Linked DNA regions of Bombyx mori: all the other regions are linked to region 1. The links are chromatin contacts, called in public Hi-C maps. All regions are on one chromosome and are shown on one strand. The core of a region is the stretch at or near the end of the contact, and the rest is flanking DNA. Distances in the headings are between cores, read along the strand shown. Region 1 overlaps LOC101740855. Region 2 overlaps LOC101741421 (inositol 1,4,5-trisphosphate receptor). Region 3 overlaps LOC101738244 (serine/threonine-protein kinase Wnk).

Evidence for each region. A called contact is a pair of places that touch in the nucleus more often than the background predicts.
Region 2: a contact with region 1 is called in a Hi-C map of posterior silk gland, with 2.0 times the contacts expected there. The contact joins two enhancer-like sites. A contact is called at or near these places in 2 of 7 Hi-C or Micro-C datasets (middle silk gland and posterior silk gland).
Region 3: a contact with region 1 is called in a Hi-C map of posterior silk gland, with 2.6 times the contacts expected there. The contact joins two enhancer-like sites. A contact is called at or near these places in 2 of 7 Hi-C or Micro-C datasets (middle silk gland and posterior silk gland).

The regions. Positions count from the first base shown.
Region 1 is chr27:1,904,617-1,909,429 of ASM3026992v2, forward strand. It overlaps LOC101740855, which reads left to right. Exons shown (of 10, transcript XM_038021030.2): 7 at 188-266; 8 at 1,022-1,166; 9 at 1,845-1,962; 10 at 2,036-4,813. The coding sequence ends at 3,096. Among protein-coding and RNA genes, the nearest start is that of LOC101740855, 26 kb to the left of the region's middle. Within about 2 kb of position 2,360, at least 4 of the 8 cell types and tissues checked have open chromatin away from gene starts, as enhancers often do.
Region 2 is chr27:2,148,530-2,153,342 of ASM3026992v2, forward strand. LOC101741421 (inositol 1,4,5-trisphosphate receptor) reads right to left here. Exons shown (of 59, transcript XM_062676440.1): 32 at 4,392-4,527; 33 at 3,113-3,263; 34 at 2,685-2,827; 35 at 653-773. Among protein-coding and RNA genes, the nearest start is that of TRNAM-CAU, 17 kb to the left of the region's middle. Within about 2 kb of position 2,767, at least 3 of the 8 cell types and tissues checked have open chromatin away from gene starts, as enhancers often do.
Region 3 is chr27:2,083,674-2,088,486 of ASM3026992v2, forward strand. LOC101738244 (serine/threonine-protein kinase Wnk) reads left to right here. Exons shown (of 34, transcript XM_038021020.2): 18 at 436-2,434; 19 at 2,840-3,051; 20 at 3,389-3,535; 21 at 4,013-4,813. Among protein-coding and RNA genes, the nearest start is that of LOC101738380, 29 kb to the right of the region's middle. Within about 2 kb of position 1,933, at least 4 of the 8 cell types and tissues checked have open chromatin away from gene starts, as enhancers often do.

The DNA of each region.
Region 1 (4,813 bases), core at 1,110-3,609:
CTCACAAAAGGTCCTACCGCCTACCAAATATGTAGATTTATTTTTGTTTTATTCCAGCATTTTTTTTATAATAAAGAGGAAAATTGTTTTCCTTTAAAATTTTCAAGCTTAGATCAAGATCTATCCTTCGAAGTTGATCAGCTCGTGCCTATGTGACAGCTAAACAAATGATTATTTGTGTTTCCAGCCGTGAAAAGGCCGCCATCCGTCGAAGCGGTATATGATGAGAAAAAAGCGAAGAGAGACAAAAAACCCAAGAAAAAAAGGTGTGTTAATAAATTCTTAATTTTTTTATTTCAAATCATGCACTGTCGTCTGGCCCCAATTTCGGATTCCCTGTGTTATGGGTACCAGAGACTAACATTCATATTTATATAATATAATATAATAAATATATATGTATCGAACAGATGTGAGGACGTTGAAAAAAATATAGAAATTACACAGAACTGGCCTAAATATATTTTACTAAATTAACAAAAAAAATTGACAAAACAATTTCGATCTACTGTTAATGAAAACTGTTAAAGTTACAAAACAAGTTGCCGGTCGAGGGGAGCCTGGACTCTGTAATAATACATATATAGAAAATAAACACCTAGACAAAAAGTAAATAAACTTGTTCATAACGCAAATGTCTGCCCGATGCGGGAATCGAACCCGCAACCCACGGCACAACAGTCAGGGGCCCTAACTACTGCACTATTGAGTCAGTCAAAACTCCACTACCAAAATTGAGAACATTCATGTAGAATTTAATAGACGGCCTGTGTTTATTTTGTTGATGTGTTTTTTCCATCACCGGTTGTCTTTGGGCACCGGTAACCACTTAACACCAGATGGGCCGGAAGCCGTATATCGTGTTGACGGAACAAGGCTGCGATTGGTCACCAAAGACTAAAAAAAATTTTTTTTTCTAAACCGTACTTAGGGTTTTTAAAACCTTTTAGAATAGTAAAATTGAATGAAGAATTGAACAGGAATAATGAATGGAACATTGTACTAATGTCAGAGTTCACAGTCGCGCCGGGTCCGGCTCGGAGACCACAGCGGAGCCGGGGTGGGGGGCGCGCAACGGGGCCGCCCCCCACCGCCGGAACGGGACCCGGCCCCCCGACCCCTACGCCGCGCTCGTGCACCGCCTGCCGCCCGCCGGGGGCAAGAAGGTAACGCACACACGCATACACAATATGGACATTTGACATAAAACTAGACGTGGTATGACGTGGTATATGATGCCCCAACACGATCTTTTTGTCAATTTTAATTATGAGTCATAAGATTATTGCGATAGTGCTAGTCTCTGCTCACTGATACCCCTCAAGCACCGGTCACCGTCCTCGTCGAACCTGCGCTTGCGACGAAAGGGCTCGACGAGTAAACTAACCCCATAGACACAGCCCACTGAGTTTCTCGCCGGATCTTCTCAGTGGGTCGCGTTTCGGATTCGCTGGTAGATTCTGCGAAGCACTGCTCTTGCTGGGGCCAGTGTTATCAACACTCCGGCTCGAGCCCCGTGAGCTCACCTACACGCCAAGGAGAAGCTGAAATAGCCTCACAAGGCTATCAGCATAGGTAGGAAAAAAAAACTGATACTTAATTCAGTATTATTGTAAAATGGCAGCCCTATCCACTCAAGCCTGAAGCTAGGACAGTTAAAAAGTATCGTCATGTGCCGCACGCGTAGTTTTATTGTGCTTTCCGTTCATTACATCCATACACGAATAAGATCTACTTATCCATTTAATTTTGATAATATTTTATGTATTTTTGATGATCCTTCTCGCTGTTGGGTGCATTAATGTTTGTAAACTAAAATCAGATTAAAGGCTTTTTTTCTTTAGGTGAAGACAACAAAGGAACTGCTAGAACAGATTCAGTCACGAGGGAAACCCCTCTCCCCCGGCTCCCCGGTGGCCTCCCCGCCCGCCTCGCCTGACGTCATGCTCATTGAACCTGAACGTTAGTATTCATTTACATAAATTTTCTACCAGACAACCAGAGAGGTGAAGGTTGAAACAAGATTTTCTTTCAGCGTGTCCTGTAAAGGTGAGCTCCCCGCTTCGCAACGGTTCATCTCCGGCGCCGGCGGTGACGACCCCGGTCCCCGCCGCGCCCGTTTTCATCTCCGAGATGGAGGAAGAGGGCGTGGAGTGCACGTGCGGGGAGGAGCAAGAGGACGAACACTGTCCGGCGGCGAGCCGGCGGGTCCTGCAGCCGCTGCACGTGCACGCGCTGCACCACACGTACGTGCCCGGCGTCAACGGCACGCGAGCGCCCCCCCTGCCCCACCCCTTCGCGGTGCGGCCCCCCGCCAGACCTGACGACCCCGATCTCTTTACCAGCGTCGTACCCCTGTACAATTACTCAGATTATGCGGACGACTACTGTGTCAAAAACATGTCGCGGGTTCCGATCTGTCCGCACCTACCGTGGACGGAGTTCGCGCCTGCGCCCCCCTCGCCGCCTCCACCCCCGTCGCCCCCTCCGATTCGTCCCTATCCGGTAGACGAGCCGGTGGTGAAGCGGGAGCCGGAAGACCCGGATACCGATCCAGAGGCCGGACTCGACGACCGGCCCGACGGTAAACCTAAACCAGACTCTTCGAAGGTTGAGTCCGAGATGGTTGGCGTCCCGAGCCTCGAGCCAAGCGAGCGGCTCAAGGCGCCGCTGCTCTCCAACGAAGAGGAGACGCAGTTCGGCAAGAACGAGCCTCACCCTCGGATGGAAGTCGAAGAGCAGTTCGAGACTGAACCCCAGGAGCACCGCACCGTCGAGAGAACGAAAGAGGTGAAGCCGGAGAAGAAAGAGGAGACGGTGGACGGGCGGACCCTGGTGGCGCTGTGCTCCCGCGCGCTGGACAGCACGCGCTACGACTACACGCAGATGAGCCGCGCGCCCGTGCTGGCGCTGCCGGAGCACGAGGGCGCGCTGCGGGCGGCGCTGGCGGGCGCGGCGGAGGGCGCGGCGGCGGGCGCGGCGGCGGGCGCGGTGGACGCGCTGGGCCGCCCGCCCCGCCCCGCGCAGTTCGCGGAGTGGCACGAGTGCGCCACGCTGGGCGACGTGCTGGCGCTGCCGTATGTCGTCATCGACTGATCCGACCGAACCTGTGCCAAACGGTCACCGACCAAGTGCCCTTATATTAGTTACGTAAGCTCCCGCTCTTGTATATATACACCGGTGCCGCTCGAATATGTAAATACGGACTCTGTCTCGCTTCCTCCGCCCCCCCCCCCCTCTCGCTCGCACACGACGCGAACACCTGGTACTCTCCTAGGATACGTTTTTGAAGGTGTCACCAATTTGTATAACGTTAAGTTTTGTGTAATACGACATCAACTACTGTAAGTTTGAAAGGAACCAAACTCTAAAGCTTCCTCGAGTACAAAACCGACACACGACACATCGAACAACGTGTAACAACAACCCCGGTCGATTTTTGTTAATTAACATCGATAATTATGATTACTTTAAGTAATGATTTACATGACAATAACAAATACCACACACACATATAACAGTAGATAATATGTAAGAATAAAGTTTCATATATACAAATCTTCTCTGGCGTGTGTGACTGAACTCTTCGTAAAAGGTTGACCGATTTTAGGCCTATTCAAGTGGAATGTTCGAGAATGGTTTAGAATCACAATTCGGTCCGCTACAAAAATGTTTCAAAATTTTTTATAATATAAAATTCTCGTTAAAGTTATTATATTATTCAACAATGTTACATATTAAAAAATTGTAAAAATTTTTTTTAATGTTTCTTTTTTGTCAATACTTATTGGGACTTTAAATGTATCTTTTATTTGCTTCACTCTTGCATAACTTGTTTTATATTTATACGGAGTGTGACTATAGTCCGTCCGACAAGTGATGATATACAACATTGAAATATATTTTTTTACGTCTTTAAAAATACCAGCTGTATATAGAATATCGGCTTTGTACTTATTTATCTCTAGTTTTTGTTTCTGCGCTTTAATACTAAATTTAAATTTGGAAGTGCGACTTGAAAAGTCGAAATCCGACTTTAAAGCTCTATTGTCGGGCTTTTTTTTCTCATTACTGCATAACGAGCCATTGCTATTCAATTAACGTTGTCTTTTTATACTAAATTTTATATTGTACACGCTTCTACCAATAATGTCCCTATAGTATGCCTCGCTTTCGCAGGGTTGTTGTTACACGTCAATAGGAAACTGGACAGTTCTAGTTTTGTCCGAAAACCGGCTACATTGCGTGTGACGTCATTTGTGGCCAAACCAAACTATAGATCCTTCACAATGATCAATCACATAAGACCTCGTGCGCTGTTATCGGTTTACAGCTTGACAGGAAAAGAAAATCCAATAGAATTATTCGATATTATTCAGTGGTTAATGATATTAATCGTTAATATCATACAAAATAGCGATTGAACGATTTTAAAATAAGTAATTATGATCTTGATTGATGATTAAGCGAAACGGAATATGTATGTTTGTTTGCAATTAAGTTGTATATACATATGTTTAAGTTTGATGTTTGAAATGTCCCGTCACACTTATGTGAAAATGGTCTTTTTTTTTTTTAACGTTTTGTGATATCACCTTTTGTATTTGATGTTTTGCTTTCAAAATGAGTTTTTCCTTTTTTGTTAACTGTACAGATTTTTTCGATAAATTAACTCTGTTTGCTGTCAACTGTACTCTGAAGTCGTTAACATATTGAAAGCAAAGTAACAAGATATTTTGTAAAAAAAAAAAATTCGACACGAATTCATTATATTGAAATGTTAGTTTAAGAAGTGCTCTCACTCGTTATGATG
Region 2 (4,813 bases), core at 1,517-4,016, 240 kb after region 1:
GGTGCTTTATTCGCTGTTTAGTATCTATGAAAGTGCACAAATGTGGGAAAATGAAACAAAGCCGCTGAACTTAACTTCTCGGGGTCTTCGAAAAAGTCCACTGAAAAATCTCAGTAAATGACCACCATTTTACTGAGATTATATTTCATCCCATAATATCATCTCATCTCATTTTGTTTTCATTTCATTTCATAATATAATTTTTAATATAAAAAAGTTTTCAAATTAAAATAAGACTTGACCTATAGGTCTTAGTTACCAGGTCATAAAATCGCATAAAAAAAAATCGTGGCATCATTTGAATGCGGCGCACTGATTGGATGCGACTCTGGTCTCACCCGCCGGGCGGGGCCTCAAACCCGCGCGTATCCCCACCCTGCGGACCCATTCAGTCTCGAAACAAAACGCGCGCGGACGCCGATCGGTGTCCAGAAATTTAAACTTTAACTAATTAATTTAATGAAGGTTTTCTCTGTGACCATGAATTATCATATCCTTGAATATATAAAGTTTTCAACCAGTCAGCCTGTATATATACAGTATAATAATTGGAAACGAATGAATAATGATAATATGTGCTGAGCATCGGAGGTATTGTGTCCTGGACACGTCGACGACCAGGTTTCCCGGAGGGGAGGCTGCTGCAACTCACCGACCTCGCTGAGCGTCCGTATACACTTCTCCACGTTCAGCTTCTGCGGCGGCGTGAGCCACGGACACTGGTATATACTGAACGTCGTCTGGAGTAGCTTCACGAAGATCGACTGACGGGTCTGCAAGCAACGTTTTAGCTTAGCTTCGAAAAGTAACACACGACTTCTTCGCGGCAGAAATAAGCACAGAATGGTATAGATATTGTTGTGCGCTAGTAGGTAGACAATCCTTCTGTTATTCCGCTTCAAGTAGCACTGAGTAATACTAACTACCTTAATGTCGTCTCTGCGGCGTGTATATCTACAAGTCTCTGAAATATTTTCGATATTACTAGTAGTTTAGATTTTAATTTTTTGCTGTTTCACAACAGATGGTATTACTTGTATCTGAATATCAATATTAGAATGCCAATGTGTGTAATAATAGCACAGGATTCAAATCTGTGGTCCGATTTACGGAATTAATAGATTTTTAACACTCACACAGTCGTATTCCAGGTCCAGCGGTAGCATAGGAGAATAACATATAATTATGAAGTTTCGTGAATTGCAGAGGACAATAATTACTTTTTTTTTTTTTTTTGTCAGGAGGAAATCGCCGGACTTCCGCCCTTCACTGGGGATGGAGGGCGGGGCATGTCGGAGTCGAACCGACTAAAACCTCCTGTCTCTCAACAACCAACGTCCAAACCTCGCATGAGACAAAACTCATGAAAAGGCAAAGGGGGGAAAGTGAAGCGTTTAGTGCGGAGCACATCTCTCTCATCACCCTCCCCCTCGGGACGCCGGACTGGCGGTCGTCGGCGCCACGAACACCAGCCCTCTCGGTCGGCAGGCTATCCGAAGCCCGCCTAGATGGCGCCGGTTAGAATGGTCTATCCTACGGAATACCCCGCTGGGTCAGAACCAGCGTGGGTTGAGGATAGCCGGCCTTCCATCACCCGGATGCTCATGCATAAAACGCGTGCAGAGCAGCTTGCACGTCGTCTTCTTAGGCCCCCTTCGCCGGTCCCCAGGCCGACATGTGAGGGGACCCGAAACACTTAGAGGGCCAGGGCTTGGGCGATATCCGCCTCCCTGGCCCCCGCTCGACGGCGGCGGGCCTGTGCGTCTCTCACGCGCCCCGCCGCCTCCTTCTGCGAGATGGTGCACTCGCAGAAGTCGAGCATCGCCTTCCACGACTCGTCGTCGCCGAGCATCGATGCCACAACACTCGGCAACGACAAGTCGTTTCCTATTTTTGCGACGAGGACACGGCGCCACCCCTCCCATGCGGGGCAATAATTACTTGACAACAAATATAGAGCGATCTGAATGTTTTAGTAATGTGATTTGGCAAGCGCAGATTCGATTTGGGGGACTTCGTCATTCTTTTCTGAACAAGTCCTAAATACTAGTATTCTCTCAATAAACGAAATTGTCCTGAATTGTTTGTAATGAACTGACATCTTACAATTTTAAATTTAATTATTGACAGTTGAAAAAAACAAAGGTCCTTTTTTAGGACAGGACGTGGGTGTGTTTAATATTAAAATTGCAATAGTGATAGTGTGGTTATTAAATACCGATACAACTTTGGTTCATAATTCAAAATCGAAATTATGACGATTTCAATATATGACAATATCGTAGGGAATATTGCTATTCTAGTAAATACGCAAATCTATAATTTTTTATTTATTGCTTAGATATCTGGACGAGTTCACGGCCCAACTAATGTTAAGTGGTTACCGGAGCCCATAGACATTTATAACATAAATGCCGTTACCCACCTTGAGATATGAGTTCTAAGGTCTCAGTATAGTTACAACGGCTGCCTCATCCTTCAAGCCGAAACGCATTACTTCACGGCAGAAATGGGCGGGGTAGTGGTACCTACCCGTGCGGACTCACAAGAGGTTCTACCACCAGTAAAATTATAAAGACTTACTCATCAAGCCACAGTCGATTTATGTTTCAGTAACATCCTTGCTCAAAACATATACAATTTAAATGTAGAGAGTGTATATAAACAATGGCAGTGACAGTTACCTGCACGGTTGTGCTTTGGTCGCTGAAGGGCGAGTTGAAGAACGTGCATATGGTGTGCATGAGCACGTCGGTGACGTAGTTGACCCAGGCGCGGTGCGTGCTGGTGGTGGACGGCTTGTGCGACGACGACGGCACGTCCGACCCTGGGGGAGGGGAGGGGGGTGAGCCGGAACCCACACACGTCACTAAACAGTAGCTGTACACCTCGGACATGAGGTGCAGTCGCATTACCTAGTCGCGCGTGGTTCTGCCAGTCATATTTTCCTGGTTCATGATCTGATAAAACTCAAGCTCATATTTCGGGATGCGGAACGGAATTTACCTATGTGGTCCGGTAGCCGTAGTACAGGTAATAATATTGACGCGTACTAAAAATTCAAATAATCATTCTTTTGTCCTTGTGGTTCAGTAATAAAGCGGGTACTCACAGGCGGCGCCGCTCTGCAGGATGGCGTGCATGTCCTGGAGGAAGGAGCGCTCGAACAGGTCCCACATGTAGTTGCTGCTGTAGATCTCCTTCATCTCCACCTCCGTGTCGATGTAGCAGTGGTTCAGGAAGCCCACGTACGCTTCTTTCACCTAAACATAATTACATTCATTTGTCGTGTGTAGTTTTGATTTTGCTTGGAAAGTCGTTGTCTACACAATTGTGTAGACAACGAAAATAAAATTTTATGAAAAATAATTTTAATTTTACTCTAAACAGTCGCATACGCACGAAGATTGATTGGTAATTACGTTCACTTTCGGTGAGATTGTTAGATTTTTGAAGTGAAAACTTCTTTAGAATCGTTGTGATTTCAAACTGGATGCAACGGAAAAAACGACAGGTAAAAGACACAAATACAAAAATGTGTAGGATGAAGCCAGCAAAGAATGAGACAGAAATATACATACTATTTAATACAGCGCCATCTGTGAGATTTTTTAATACTAACGTGTGTATGAAAGCTCTTGTAGTGAATTTTAATTTAGGATTATACGTGAAATTAAAATATCAATTCACAGAGGGCGCTACCTTACAATTATTTACTAATGACAAAATTTTACATATACTTAAGACGTTTAGGATAATTGTATTTTAATTTTGGAAGGTTTCACTTCTACCACGTGTGAATTGCACACATTTTGTTTTTTTTAATTGTTTTAAAACAGACGCTTGAATCAAATGTCTTTCACCCGTCCTTATGTACGAATGAATTTTTGTAACTTACATGAGAACCATTTAAAGTTTCAAATTTTGGAAAAACTATCATGACAAAAAAAGTCGTTAGCTATTAGAATGGAGTAAATATAATTGAAGTTCAATTAAAAACATCGAATTGTTGATGCTAATACCAAATAAAACGGACCTTTCATTACAAAGATAAATGTCGCGTATTAAGCGAAATGAAAATTGCTTATATGGGTGGACGAGCTCACAGCCCACCCGGTGTTAATTGATTACTGGAGCCCATAGACATCTACAATGCAAATGCACCACCCACCTTCAGATATAACTTCTAAGGTCTCAGTATAGTTACAACGGGTACCCCGCCCTTCAAACCGAAACGCATTACTGCTTCACGGCAGCAATAGGCAGGGTGGTGGTACCTACCCGTGCGGACTCACAAGAGGTCCTACCAACAGTAAATAAACCGTGCTGGACCAATGATACACGATCATCTGCCCTGAAGCGAGCGTTCCCTCCCAGTCGGCGGTCGTCACCTCGGGGATGCAGTGCGGGTTGGTGATGGCGGACACGATGTCGTCCAGCGGCAGCAGCGAGTGGCACTTGATCTCCGTGTACACGTTCTTCCCCATAGTGCAGCACGTCAGCAGCTTCACGAGCTGGATGTGGTATCTGGTGGCGAATTTGACCACGTCACTATCGAATCCACACTCAATACAGTACCGTGCGTGTCGTCAAAGATAAGGTAAGTATTATCTTTATTACATAGAATATTAGCCTATCCATTAAGCACATGTATTTTCTACATGGATACCAAGTTTCAAGTCATTCGGATGCATGGCTCAGTAGTTATAACGGAACATCCGTAAAAAACACTGTAGATTAATATGTTAGTATAGATGGCGTTAATTTCAGTTGACCTTGTTTAATTATGAGGTCTTCTCAAATCTTAGTCTTT
Region 3 (4,813 bases), core at 683-3,182, 180 kb after region 1:
TATATTTATACTAGCTGACCTGAAAGACTTCGTAGTGCCTTAATCGATAAATAAAAGACCTAAGCTTTTGTATAAAATAAACCTAAAACAAACAAAAGGAATCTGTCCGACGGGGGACACATCAAAGGAAAAACAAAATTGTTATTTTTATTTGATTCCGAGAATTTTCATATTTATCTACCTTTTAAACCTTCTCTGGACTTCCACGAATAATTCAAGACCAAAATTAGCCAAATTGGTCCAGCCGTTCTCGAGTTTTAGCGAGACTAACGAACAGCAACGATTCATTTTTTATATATATGTATATAGATTTCTGATATTAGAACATGTATATTAAAGTATGGCCTTCCATAATGTGCAGGACTGATCAGAGTCATTGTTAAATTTGGTTAAATTTCGCTCACAAATTGCAATTATTTGTGATTTTATTTCCAGGCCCTAATGGAGCAGAATCTCTTAAACCAGCACATGCTGGAACAAACCGTCCAAGGTCAGGTGTTGATGGAACAACAAACCCAGCAGATCCTCGAACCGACAGTTTCGCAGAATCAGATTCAACCGAACCTCCTCAACCAGCAGCTGACCGCCGAGATCAATAACCAGAGTCAAGTCTTACAGCAGCAAATTATCCAGCGCCAACAGAACATCATTGCTCAGCAGGCAGCCGCCATCCAGCAGAAGCAGTTTGAAGAACAACTGACAACACAGGAGCACATCATGAACGCTCCCCAGTCCGTGGTCAACAATCAGATCCTAGATCCCTCCTTGCAGAACTTACAGAATATTTTAGCTCAAATCATTCATAGACCAGAAACGTTGCAAACAAGAAAGGAGTCTGAATCTGAAACCCAACCCCAAACTCAAGCGCAGACCGCGGTGCCACCCATGCAAACAGAAAACGAACAACTTCAGGAGCAAGAGCTGAAACAGAAGATGCAAAACTTGATAGGGATGCAGATGCAGCAACAAAACGTATCCATACAGCAGAACCAACAATACGTTCAGCCGATGTTGACGGCCGTGGATCCTGCTATATTCGCTCAGCAGCAGCAAGTGGAACAAGCCCAGCAGCAAGTCGCGCAAGTGCAGCAGCAACTCAATATGCAGAAGCAAATGCTGGCGCAACAACAGTATGCGTTGCAGCAGCAAATGCTTAACCAACAGCACCTGTATATCCCCGGACAGACGCTCTCCCCGCAGCACTTGAGAACGTTGCAGCAGCAGTATTTGGCTCAGCAAGAGTGGCAGATGCAGGCGCAACAGAAGTACATAGACCCGCAGAATATTGCGTATTTGGCCCAGAAACAACAACTAATCGGTCAGCAACAACAGAAGATGGAGGAGATGTTGCGAGCCCAACGGCCCATGTACCAGAGACAAGCGTCAGAGCAGAGCCAGATCAGTTCCACCACAGACGTACACGACCAGCAGATGATGATGCAGGACTATCAGAAGCCAGCCCTACAGCAACAAGTGTCAGTCGATCAGCTACAGTACCAACATCAGTATTTGGATCTGCAGAAACAAACTCTTCAGTCTGAGGACCCCTACCACCACAAAGTGCATCAGATGCAGGGGCAGTCTCTTCCTCACAATTTGCAAATGGCGCAGAACTTCAACGTTGTCCAACAGGACAGGCAGATATCTAGTCACGAGGGAACGCCCGTGCAGAACTATACTTCGAATCCCCTGCAGATGTACCAGCAACAAAACCAGCAGATGCAGATGATGCAGTCGTCTATTCCGTCCTCAATGGCGCAGACCATGCAAGATAATGTGCAGAAAATGAGCGTCGCACAAAGTATTCCTCAACAAATGACCCAGCCCATGCACACGCAGTCCGTGCCTCAACCGGTCCAGTCGATGCCTCAGCCCGTGCAAGCGTTGCCTCAACCGAACCAACCCATACAGCATTCCATCTCGCAGCCTGTTCAGTCGCTCCCGCAGTCCACACAGGGGATGCCGACGATGCAGCCCGCATCCATGGCTCAGACTATGCCAATCCAATCCATGCCTCCGCCCATGCACTCAGTTCCGCAGACCATGCAAACTGTCCAACAACCCGCTCAGGTCCTGCCTCAAAACGCTACGATCTCCCAACCTTTGTCGCAGCCGCAGCAGGTTCCATCCATCCCGCAGTCCCAGGCCATCCCGCCAACGCAACTCATCAGTCAGCCGATACAGTCGATACCGGCAGCCCAGTCGCACCCGACTCCGGCGCATCCCCAGCCGATCCCATCCCATCCCGCGCCGCACGAGTCGGTCCCCCAGAGGTTGAACTTGGAAGAGACCGGCTTCCACGTGAACGGTGGTCAAAAGGAGCAGTTCCTAACTCCAATGACGGACGTACCCTCCAGCAGTGTACCCGCAGATGCAGTCAGACAGCCAGAGTTGGGTTCCGTTGATGAGAAACAAGCTGACACACCAGCCGAAGGTAATTTTTTATTTATTTATTAGAAAATGCAGGCGGGTATCAATTTTTCTAATGAAATACGTACTTAACAAATGTTCGCGATCGACTTCCACGGTGAAGGAATAACATCGTGTAATAAAAATCCAACCCGCAAAATTATATTTTGCGTAATTACTGGTGGTAGGACCTTTGTGAGTCCGAACCACCACCCTGCCTATTTCAGCCGTGAAGCAGTAATGCGTTTCGGTTTGAAGGGTGGGGCAGCCGTTGTAACTATACTGAGACCTTAGAACTTATATCTCAGGGTGGGTGGCGGTATTTACGTTGTATATGTCTATGGGCTCCAGTAACCACTTAACACCCATCAAAGCAATAAAAAAAAGCTTCATGATACTACATACTTAACGACATGTAAACTTTTACTAGGCACAGCCATTTCATCGCCGGTAACCAACGAGAAGAAATCTCGCGGCTCGAAGAAGCGTTCCCGGGAGAAGGACAAGCTCCCGAAGCTGACGGTGCTGGAGGTGAACGAGGCCGGGACCGGGGTGGAGTGCCAGCTCGAGTCCAAGTCCAAGACCGTCACGTTCAAGTTCGACGTCACCGATGTCAACCCGGAGGAGATCGCCAGCAATCTCGTGAGTCGACGCCCCGTTTCTCAATCTCTATTTCTATTGCTTAGGTGGGTGGACGAGCTCACGGCCCACCTGGTGTTAAATGGTTACCGGAGCTCATAGACATCTACAACGTAAATGCGCCGCCCACCTTGAGACATGAGTTGTAAAGTCTCATTTTGAACAGTACAACGGCTGCCCCACCCTTCCAACCGAAACGCATTACTGCTTCACGGCAGAAATAGCCAGGGCGGTGGTACCTACCTGCGCGGACTCACAAGAGGTCCTACCACCAGTAAAGTCCCTCTCGGGTGTTTTAATTAATGAGCCCAGTGCAGCAGTACATGTTAGCGTGTTGCAGGTGTCGAACAACCTGCTCCCGGAGTGGCAGAGCGCGACGTTCATGGAGCTCATCCGCGACATCGTGCGGCAGCTCATCGCCGACCCCGCCGCCACGCCCGTGCTCAGCCACGCGCACCACTCCGCGCTGCGACTCAACATCGATAAGGTACGACCGGCAGAGTGCTGCTCCATTCTATATATTCCGTATCCTATGGTCGAATCATAACGAATATTTCTAAAGACTCTTTGGCGGGAACGCGAGCAGTGAAGTTGTGTGATTTGTTTTATTTTGTCTATTTAGTGTTTCTTCAGGTTTAAATGTGTAATAACGGTGGCTTATTAACTGTTTAATATCTGTGTTAGTGCACAAATGTGGGAAAATGAAACAAAGCCGCTGAACGTAACTTCTCGGGATCCCCCAAAAGATCAACTGAAAACGTCTCAGTAAATGACCACTATTTTACTGAGATTATATTTCATCCCATATCATCTCATCTCATTTCATTTCATAATATCATTTTTCATATAAAAAAGTTTTCATTAAAATTAGAATAAGACTTGACCTAAAGGTCTTAGTTACCAGGTCATAAAATCCTTAAAAAAAGATTTCTAAACTTCAACTTGATTGCTACTGTTTCCACAGACTGATTACGATTCAGAAACGACTGAGCGAGAAGAGAACCTGACGGACTCGAACCAGGACAACTCGGAGTGCACCACGCCGACCGCGAGCCACGACAACATCGCCGCGGAACTGGCGTACGATCCTCCCGAACAGAAGACTGAAACCCAAGCGGAACCGCGGGCTGAACCCGCGCCCGAACGAGTCGATACTCTCGCCAGGAAGATCAGCACCGCCTCGTCTATAGGCTCCAACCAGTCGGACGGCGGATCGACGGCTCCTGAACGGTCCGGCAGTACTGAGTCCCAGAGCAGCGACCGGAAACCGTTCAAACCCACAAGGAAGATATCCAGATTTCTAGTCAGTCCAGTAGTGGACCGCGGGGAGAATCTACCCGAGGAGAAGACTGTGATACCGGAGCCTGAGAGACTTCAGGATCTAGCCAAAGAACTGAGGGAGGTGCAGGTCAATGGCCTGCCAGAGACACAAGTTCCTACCTACCAGCCCGAGAGGGTCGAGCCAGTACCGGAACCAGTTACTAGCATACCGATGTCGGTACCGGTATCCAGCGTGCCCATCCAGAATGTCATCAACCCGATGATGCTGCAGCCCAATTTGACGACACCCCTGCAGATTGCAACGGACAGTCCTCTGCTTGGTCTAAGTCAAGCGGGCACGCCCATGGGCAACGACCTCGGCCTTAATGTTCTTGGAGCCGGCCTGGTCGACCCCGCGAGGGCACCGGCCACCCAGAACATAATCCCAACACCCGGGGTCGCTGACACCATGCCTAATGCTGAGAACATACATAGGATGTTACTC